3 separate regions of the Mus musculus genome follow, and all the other regions are linked to region 2. The links are chromatin contacts, called in public HiChIP or PLAC-seq and promoter capture Hi-C maps. All regions are on one chromosome and are shown on one strand. The core of a region is the stretch at or near the end of the contact, and the rest is flanking DNA. Distances in the headings are between cores, read along the strand shown.

What was found. Promoter capture Hi-C pulls out the DNA fragments that hold promoters and counts their contacts. HiChIP or PLAC-seq counts read pairs in DNA pulled down with a chosen protein or histone mark.
Region 1: a contact with region 2 is called in an HNF4G HiChIP or PLAC-seq map of pancreatic cancer cells. The contact joins the enhancer-like site here to the promoter of Spp2 in region 2. A contact is called at or near these places in 22 of 39 promoter capture datasets (the 3T3-L1 cell line, 3T3-L1-derived adipocytes, the HPC-7 cell line and 12 more), 2 of 115 datasets of contacts at active chromatin or transcription factors (embryonic stem cells and pancreatic cancer cells) and 3 of 9 other capture datasets (adipose tissue, liver and pancreatic islet).
Region 3: a contact with region 2 is called in a promoter capture Hi-C map of pre-B cells, with 2.1 times the contacts expected there. The contact joins the enhancer-like site here to the promoter of Spp2 in region 2. A contact is called at or near these places in 7 of 39 promoter capture datasets (embryonic stem cells, frontonasal cranial neural crest, hippocampal neurons and 4 more), 4 of 115 datasets of contacts at active chromatin or transcription factors (embryonic stem cells and pancreatic cancer cells) and 2 of 9 other capture datasets (liver and pancreatic islet).

The regions. Positions count from the first base shown.
Region 1 is chr1:88,532,951-88,535,651 of GRCm38.p6, reverse strand. No RefSeq gene overlaps it. Among named protein-coding and RNA genes, the nearest start is that of Gm19589, 17 kb to the left of the region's middle. Within about 2 kb of position 1,366, at least 47 of the 459 cell types and tissues checked have an H3K27ac peak or open chromatin away from gene starts, as enhancers often do. A contact at or near this core is called in pancreatic cancer cells, where this site is marked.
Region 2 is chr1:88,405,499-88,408,415 of GRCm38.p6, reverse strand. Spp2 (secreted phosphoprotein 2) reads right to left here and starts at 1,406. Exons shown (of 8, transcript NM_029269.3): 1 at 1,200-1,406; 2 at 975-1,099. The coding sequence starts at 1,266.
Region 3 is chr1:88,474,360-88,477,059 of GRCm38.p6, reverse strand. All of the region lies in intron 2 of Gm28888 (a long non-coding RNA gene), which reads right to left. Among named protein-coding and RNA genes, the nearest start is that of Gm29538, 13 kb to the right of the region's middle. Within about 2 kb of position 1,404, at least 105 of the 459 cell types and tissues checked have an H3K27ac peak or open chromatin away from gene starts, as enhancers often do. A contact at or near this core is called in pancreatic cancer cells and pre-B cells, where this site is marked.

The DNA.
Region 1 (2,701 bases), core at 117-2,616, 130 kb before region 2:
AATAAATCTTTTTTAAAAAGATCATCATTGGCATTCTTCATGAAAATCTTGTCATTCTAAGGCTAGAAGAAGTTTTAGACTAAAGCAACCCACGTCACCTGTCAGACTGCAGGTCCCATAGAAGGAAGGTCCCTGCAGGGTCTATGGGGGAACTGGGATCAGATCCGAGGTCTAAGTCAGATGATGCAGATTACACTTTGCCAGGAAAAAACAAAGCTTGGAAAGACCTCAATTCATTCAGTAAGGACTTCACCCTTTATTTTAAGAATGACACAAAATCAAGGTTTTTTTGTTTTTTAAGTCAAGCATGCTAGTGCATGCTTATAATAGCAGAGGTGGGGGACATAGAGACAGGCAGATCCTTGGGGGCTTATTGGCCAGTTATCCTAGCTGACGTGAGTTCCAGGCCAGTGAGAGACCGTTTCTTCAAAACAAGGTCAGTGGCACCTGAAGAAGGACACATGGGATTGTCCTATACCTCCATCCACAGGAGCAAAGATGTACCCACCTACCCCCTTCCAAACCCAAAATTAAGGGTATTCTCACAAAAAGGGACCTCTCATGACTGCCCTCCGAAAGACCCAACGAGCAGCTGAAAGAGTCATATGCAGATATTTACACCCAACCAATGGACAGAAGCAGCTGACCCCTGTTGTTGAATTAGGGAAGGCTGAAAGAAGCTGAGGAGAAAGCGGGTCCTGTAGGAAGACCAGTAGTCTCAATTAATCTGGACCCCCTGAGATCTTTTGAACACTGGACCACCAAACAGAGAGTATACACCAACTGATATAAGGCCCCCAACACACATAAAGTAGAGGACTTCCGGGTCTATGTTCATTCAGAGATGATGTACCTAACCTTCAAGAGACTGGAGGTCCCAGGGAGTTTAGAGGTCAGGTGGGGTGGGGGTGGGGGCATCTATGTGGAGACAGGGGAGTGTGGAGGAAGTGTGGGATGTGGAGCAGTTGGAAGGTGGATGGGGGAGGATGAAGAATGGAATATTCAGTGTAAAAAATAAATTAAAAAAAATTCCCTATGTCTGGTATGGTATAGATGGTGTCCATTATTCAAATAGAAAAGGAATAGGCCTTTTTTTCTTTTTTCAATCTAGTCAGTATAAATAGGAATCACATTAGGTTATTTAATTTCTGAAGAGCTCACATGATTAGATTTAAATACAAAGCAAGCACAGCATTCTCTACTTGATTGAAATGATGTCTAATAAATGTTTGCGATCCTCTTGAGAAGTTAGATAATGTGAAGTTCAGTGCTTTCTCTTTCTTTAGTCAACACTTTAAACTTCCCGCTGGAGCTTGGCTCTCCCACTAACGTTGCTGGTCCATGACTCACCTCAGGAATAAAGAATGCTTTTGTGTGTGGGGCTTCACCACAGAGACGGTATTTTTTTTTTCTTTGTCTCAACCTCATCCTGAAGGTGTGGCTTTCTTAGCAAAATAGTCATTCTTTCTTTGTGCTGCTTGGGCCCCCACTCATTAATCGAGTCAAGTCTGGAACACCCATTAACAACCCCTAAAGATTCAAGGAAATCTACTCAAAGACCAGTTATTTCTTTAATGTTCTCAAATTCTCTCTTCAACAAAACCGAGAGCAAGGCTACACAAGATGAGTTGGGAGAGCTCAGGTTAGCAGAGTCCAGACTCCATGCAAAGGCAAATCCTCTGCCTTGTTATTAGCGTGACTAGAACCAGAAGACGTACAGGGATATCCTTAGCAAGCCAGAATGGCGTTGTCAGCTCAGTAAGTACATATCGAAGCAAAGACCAATTGGAGATAACTTTTATGAACAAAATATTTCTTTTTAACCACTAAGAGTCTTCAACCAGAAGGACTCCAAAGAAAATTCCAGGGGGGTGGGGGGGAGAACTTGATAGCAAAGACACATCATGAAACAATTTTCAAACAAGTGAACACATTTTCAAAGTTTAGATGAACAACAAGAACAACAATTTTGTTGAACAAAGAGCTAAATACTAGAAAAGTAATAGAGAAGTCTTGGAAAGTTACACAAGAGGGATCAAGATGGTGATGAGTATTTGACATAAAATTCACTAAAACTGAATTCAAAAATTGGTCATGAAGAGGGGAGAGAAAAGGAAAGAAGAGAAGAAGAAGGAGAAGGAGGAGGAGGAGGAGGAGGAGGAGGAGGAGGAGAAGAAGAAGAAGAAGAAGAAGAAGAAGAAGAAGAAGAAGAAGAAGAAGAAGAAGAAGAAGAAGAAGAAGAAGAAGAAGAAGAAGAGAGACACACATAGAGAGAGAGAGAAGAGAGAGCTTTAAAAACCAGGTTGGGGAGATAGCTCAGTGGTTAAGAGCACTGACTGCTCTTCTAAAGGTTCTTAGTTCAAATCCCAGCAACCACATGGTGGCTCACAACCATCTGTTATGAGATCTGATGCCCTCTTCTGGGGTGTCTGAAGACAGCTACAGTGTACTTACATATAATAAACAAACAAACAAACAAACATCCCAATATTGGCAGGGAAAGTACGTGTACATCAGTCCCCAAAGGACTGACACAGGTACAGGGTTTGATCTCTGCCACCTGATGAACCCAGGCTGTGTGAGGATGCTACACAGATCTGTTGGCAAAATGGTCCAGGTTTACAGGGAGCAATGTGCCAGCACTTAGTAAGTGCAGTGGAGAAAGGCTAAAGGCTTGACTGCACATGTGGGCATTCACCCC
Region 2 (2,917 bases), core at 157-2,656:
AGTTATCCAGCTAGAAAAGGCAACCAAAGCAATGAAATTTGCTTTGCATTTGGGAGAAAGAAAACTTGGAACCAGTGTCTGCAAAAGGGGACCAAAGGGACATGTTTTACATGCAGTTGAGCTGGGAGAATGAAGTGTGTATGCTGTTGAGGAGCAGAGGAGCAGCTGAGTGTGAGAGGAGCAGCTGAGTATGAGAGGAGTAGCTGAGTGTAAGTAAGAGGTGGTAGCCTAGAATAGGGTGGAAAAGGGAGCAGCCAGTAGGAGCGGCCATGTGGCCTCTGTGTGGAGGTAGTGGCTGCTGACCACAAGGCTCTACTCATGTCTCCATGAGCTTGTCAGTCCTATTTCTTCTTCATGTCTGTCCCTACCTCCCTGTTAGCCCAGTTAAGCCTATAAGAAGACAGAGAGACTCCTCAGGGAGCAGGAAGGAGAAAGGCCTCTCTATGATCCTGTTCTGCTTCCCCCTCACTTTGGCCACAGTGAGTCACAGCAAGCCCGAGATAATGTCTCTTTCCCAAGTTCTCTAGGTGATCGGGAAACAGCACTATCAAGTCCACCAGAGTGGGTGGGTTTCATGGACTCAGAAGCCAGCGTTTCTTTCCTATAAACACTGGTAGCCCAATGCTGAGTGGGGAGAGAGTCTCTTTCTCATTAGGCAGCACCTCCCAATCAAACAGCATCACAAGGACTTCTGGGATCTTCACCCCAAACCAGGACACACACAGAGAAAAGCCGAGGTCAGAGGGAAAACACAGAGGGAAGAATCAGATGTCCCAGGAAGCTTTGACAGCCTCGGGACAACAACAACAACAAAATGTAATTAAATCTCTTCTCAGTCCAAAAAGTCAGCATGGAAGAGGACAGACTGTGATCATTGTAAACAGAAGAATAATCTACTCAACAAAGTAGGTGAAGTCAAGACGGGGGCGGGGGTGGTAAAAAAATGGCTCAGGGAGGTATCTCCATTCACTTACTCTCTTCAAGGAGCTCCGGGTCGCCCGAAACAGGTAAGGACTCAGGGACTGCGAGTTCACCTTTGCCACTGAGGCACTGAGAGCTTCCTGCAGAGAGGAAGGGTCGTAGTCGTACACCGGGAAACCTAGACAGCAAACACACAGGCCACAGTGAGAGAGAGATGAGGCACCGAGAGGGCTGTGATCACCTAGGGCAGGTGGCCAGCGGTGGCATGTGTCCTTTACCTGTGGCACACCAGTAGTGCATGCCCAGCACCAACAAAGCCAGCGTCTTCAGCATTGCCTGCTCCATACTGAGAGGATGGCGACCCAGAGTCAGGGAGACGGCCTCTCTCCAGGCTTCTGGATGACAGCTCTTTCAGAGGGTGGCTGTCTTATTCTTGTCACCTGTGACCTAGCTGCCCTGGCTGGCTGGAGCAATCTGGAACCTCAGTAGAGATGATTGATTCCGGTGTCAATATTTACTGCTGACTTTTCCTGTGGAAAAATTCCAGACTGAGGCCACTTTTGAAGTTTGGACCTCTCCGAGGGACTTTATCCCACAGCAGGAGACATTCAGAGAGGCTTGGGTCTCCCTGTATAATGTTTATCTTCTCTCTTTGCATTTTGTTCTTTGGGGGAGGGGACATAATTGTGGACTCAACAAAACGGTGACTTTAAAGCTTGTGCATCTAGTCCTTTCCCAGGTCCTCAAAATCCTTCACCCTCCACCTCTCAATGCCAGAGTCCTCCCTTCCTAGAGACTGCACTCACGCGGAGTGATTTTCCTGTTGGCTTAGCTCTGCCTGCCACCTCCACTACAGAGGCCATGGTTCAGAAACCACAATGGCCGTGTTTGTGATAGGGAGAGTAATGAAGCATGCAGCGGATGAGTGAGTGTATGAGTGCACCAGGTCTCACTCAACTGTCTTTCAGGTCTTTCATTTGAAGCTGGCGCTAACTTCTGGTGTATAACAAGTACCCAGAGCGTAATACCACAAGACAATGACCACTGGAATTTGTAATTCCGTTACTTTTAACCTGGTTTGAACTCAATTCCATTAGAGTCTTCCAGATTGAACTAATGTCACCATCTGGCTCCAAACGCTCTGGACTCATTAAATGAACTGCAGTAATAAAAGCAATTGCAGATGAGCGGAGGAGATGAAGGGAACAACAGCATCCTGTTGCCAGCACTGAGCTATTGATTTTGCTTGACGTTTGCTGGGGTGAGGGAGGGGGGGACCACTGCATTTCTCAGATTCTCTTGGCTATAATTAAGTGTTAGCACCAGGCGTGCAGGGTGGGCTCTGATGGAAGCTAGAAAGCAATGACTTTTAAAATGCCCCTGCAGAATTCCATCATGTCTTGTAAACCCAGAAGATTAAATATAAGCCATCCAGTCACGCTCATGCTATGGTGATTTCTTGTTCTTCCTCCGGTTTGCAGAAATGTGTGCCTCCATCATCCCAGTGATTTTCTGCTATTCCAGCCCCCAAATACTCGGTCAAAGTATTCAAAATTGGGTGGCAGTAAGTGAAGCATTGTATAGCCCTGCACACAGTCCCTGGAAATTTATATAAAGTACATCACAGACCATTTAACAGGAGTACCTGGGAACACACTGAGCAAGAACCGATGGGCTATGGCTGCATCGTAAATGAAGATGCATTACTTTCCAAGGTCATTTCCTCTTTCTCATCCTCCCCATCATATTATTTGCACTGGGGTGGGATCACTAAATTTAGAACAAATGTAAAAATGGAATCTTCAACTGATCCCTAAACCACGAACTTCACAGCTGCCTTCTGATTTCTTATAGCATCACGATTGCTAAACTGAGCTCCGTCACTAAGAGTCTGCTTTCTGTCCTCATCTCAGTATTTCTGGGTTCTGGAAACGTCAGTGGTGCCATCAGAATAGGCATCATGCAAAGACCCCAGATAGCTTCAGCACCACCTAGG
Region 3 (2,700 bases), core at 155-2,654, 69 kb before region 2:
TCTTCATCCTTCGTAACCCACACGCGCACACACACTGCTCGTTCCTCGGTGAGCACATATTTACTGACGGCAAAGGAGCCCTGCCTGGAAGTGCTTCTGAAAGGGCTCAGCTGCCTGTGCTCCCAATGAGAGGGACCTTTGCCTGACTATGGTTCTCAGTGCTTTGCGGGAAGCCAAGCGGCTCCGATAGAGCGGAAATGGATAGCATTGCAAAACAGCCTTCAAAAGTCCTTCTGTGCAGAAATGGCTTGGGCTCTCCCGAATCATTGAGTCGGGTTGCTGGCGGATGCTAGTGAAGTCTGTGACTAGAGTATTGTGCCACATGGAGTGTGGCTGAGAGCTGTCAACAACATGCTTTGAAAATTAGCCTTAAGGTGCGAAGAGGGGTCTGCCTAATCTTGGCTAGCTAGTTCACTTGAAACTAACTACACCACTCCCGCAGAGCATCATGGAACTTCAGTGAGCAGTGCGCGAAGCAGGAAGAGCCTCCTCCGCTTGCGTACAGCATTCTAGGGTTCAGCAGGCTTTCTGTCACCATTCCCCTTAATTTTCTGTTGTCTTTGGCTGCTAAGAATTCACCATAGCATTCCCAGAAATCCATGGAGCTTAGGGAAGAAGAGAGGAGACAGTTTTGAGACAGTGGAGAGAAATGGGTGAGACTTTACTAGGAAGGGATGAACTAAGTCTACTGATGGAAAAACAAGACTCAACGCTGGAAGGGAGGGAGCAGAGTCATCTTTACTCCCTTGGCCCTCCACAGCTCACACTTTTGAGCAGAAACCTCAGAAACGAGGCAGAAAGGGATTTCAAACAGGCCCTGGAGGAGGCAGAAGGAAGTATGTTCTCAGCTCTTAGGAACTTGTCTTTGGGAGAAGTCAGCCATGCAACTTGCATCCTTGGGGCGGGACCTTCATGGCTAGGACCCTCTTGAAGAGGTGACTCTCAGGAGAGAGAGAGAGAAAGGGGTCTTAAGAGCCTGGGAGCACTCTTCATAAATAAGTAAGATCCTGATGTGGAGATCAGTAAAAAAAAAAGGCTTGAAGTTTGAGTTGGGAAGTTGGGGTGACCTTTACCCTCTTCCCAGCTCCCTGTAGGGACCTAATTCAGCTTATCTTATTAAGTTCATCTGAAACTTGCTTATGTAGATGATTAACTGGTCTATCGGGCTACACTTCACTTCCCAGAGAACAAATAGCCTTATTCTAAGCAAATGCCCCTCCCATGAGGTTGCTCAGTTTGGGTTGTGAGGGAGGGTTCTCCCTGGCTGGGTCCTGAATCCTTAAGTTCTCCTTGCCTGTGGGGGCAGGAACACAGCAGAAAGAGGTTTTCAGGAAGAAGACGGTTCCAGCCTGACGTGTTTGACAAGCAGCACCAGGAGTTATGACTTCCTGTGCTTTTGATCTCTGTATCAGAGCCAGCCATCTCAGGGTCCCAGCAGCGTGTGCAGCTTGTGGTTAGATGCCTTACAAATGCCTCACCGAGCCGCTTCGGAGCCCCAGTTAATGACTGACTTGGGTTTAATCATTCATTCTGAACAGCTCGTTCCCAGGGGCTGTTGCCAATGCAGCCCCTGGGTCTGGGTGACCCCACTCATTCCCACAGTGCTGAACTTAGTGCAAACCATCCTGAAGATGTTGCTTGACATTCTGCAAGGCCTCCGCCTCGTCTGATGGTTTTGATCACATAAGGCCAGCAGCAGAATTCTCTGCTGGATTGGAGAACTTAATCCAGCCAACGGTGGAGCTCAATTGCCATTCCTAAAAGGCAGCAGCTCTACCAGGGTTCTCTCAGCGAGACATTGTCACTCGAAGCTACTTTTTAAGCCATCAGCAAGTTTAATGTGGCCCCTATACAGAATAAAAGAGGGAGAGTGGCACTGTAAATAGCAACATTTTGCAAACACAGCCTCTCTCCTTTGATTCCTTTTCCAATCCCAAAGGTCTCTGAGAGAATGCACACAGACAGACATCAGGGACCAAATGAAGAAACCCAATTCATGCCCTCCTTGATGAAGGTGACGTCATAGTCCCCTCACACCCAGCCTTAACCTTTGGGGCCACCTCTTGTCTCAACCACCAGGCAGTATGACCCTGGCTAGCTCTCTCTCTTTCTCTACCACTGACTTTGAGAATGACTTCTGTTGACCTTGTGGGACACACACTCCACCTCGGTGTTAAAAGGTCCCCCCGGGTGTTTAGGGATGTGATTAATGTCTACAGAGCTCTGAATACACAGCCTCCAGTTAATGAGAAGCAGAAATCTGAGACAGGATGTGGTCTCCTCTGCCCTGACTTAGTCAAGTTCTGGGCCGGTTCCTATCCTGAGTCATCCAGCTGCTTCCAGCTGCCTCCAATCGGCCATAGGGCCCTGGAAAACCCATTGGCAGGCATTCTTTTTGACGTGTTCAGCATCGGCTAGCTCAGCTCTTTGTACTGTAGGAAAGGACATACGGTTTGCTGAGTGAGTCCAGTGGCTACAACTGCCTTTTTTATCGCCTGGCAGAGACTGGAGCCTCTTAAGGAGAAAGTGAATCAAGAATTGCTGTGACGTAGTTTGCAGGTTCCATGTGTTGCTGAGCCTCAGGCACCAACAGTGCTGCTAACGGGAGAAGACAGTTTGTGAAGCTTAGGGGTCCTTGTCAGAGATTCAGATGATACCCCTAAATTTCTTCTTAGGGAAATCTTTCCCAATCCCCTCGTT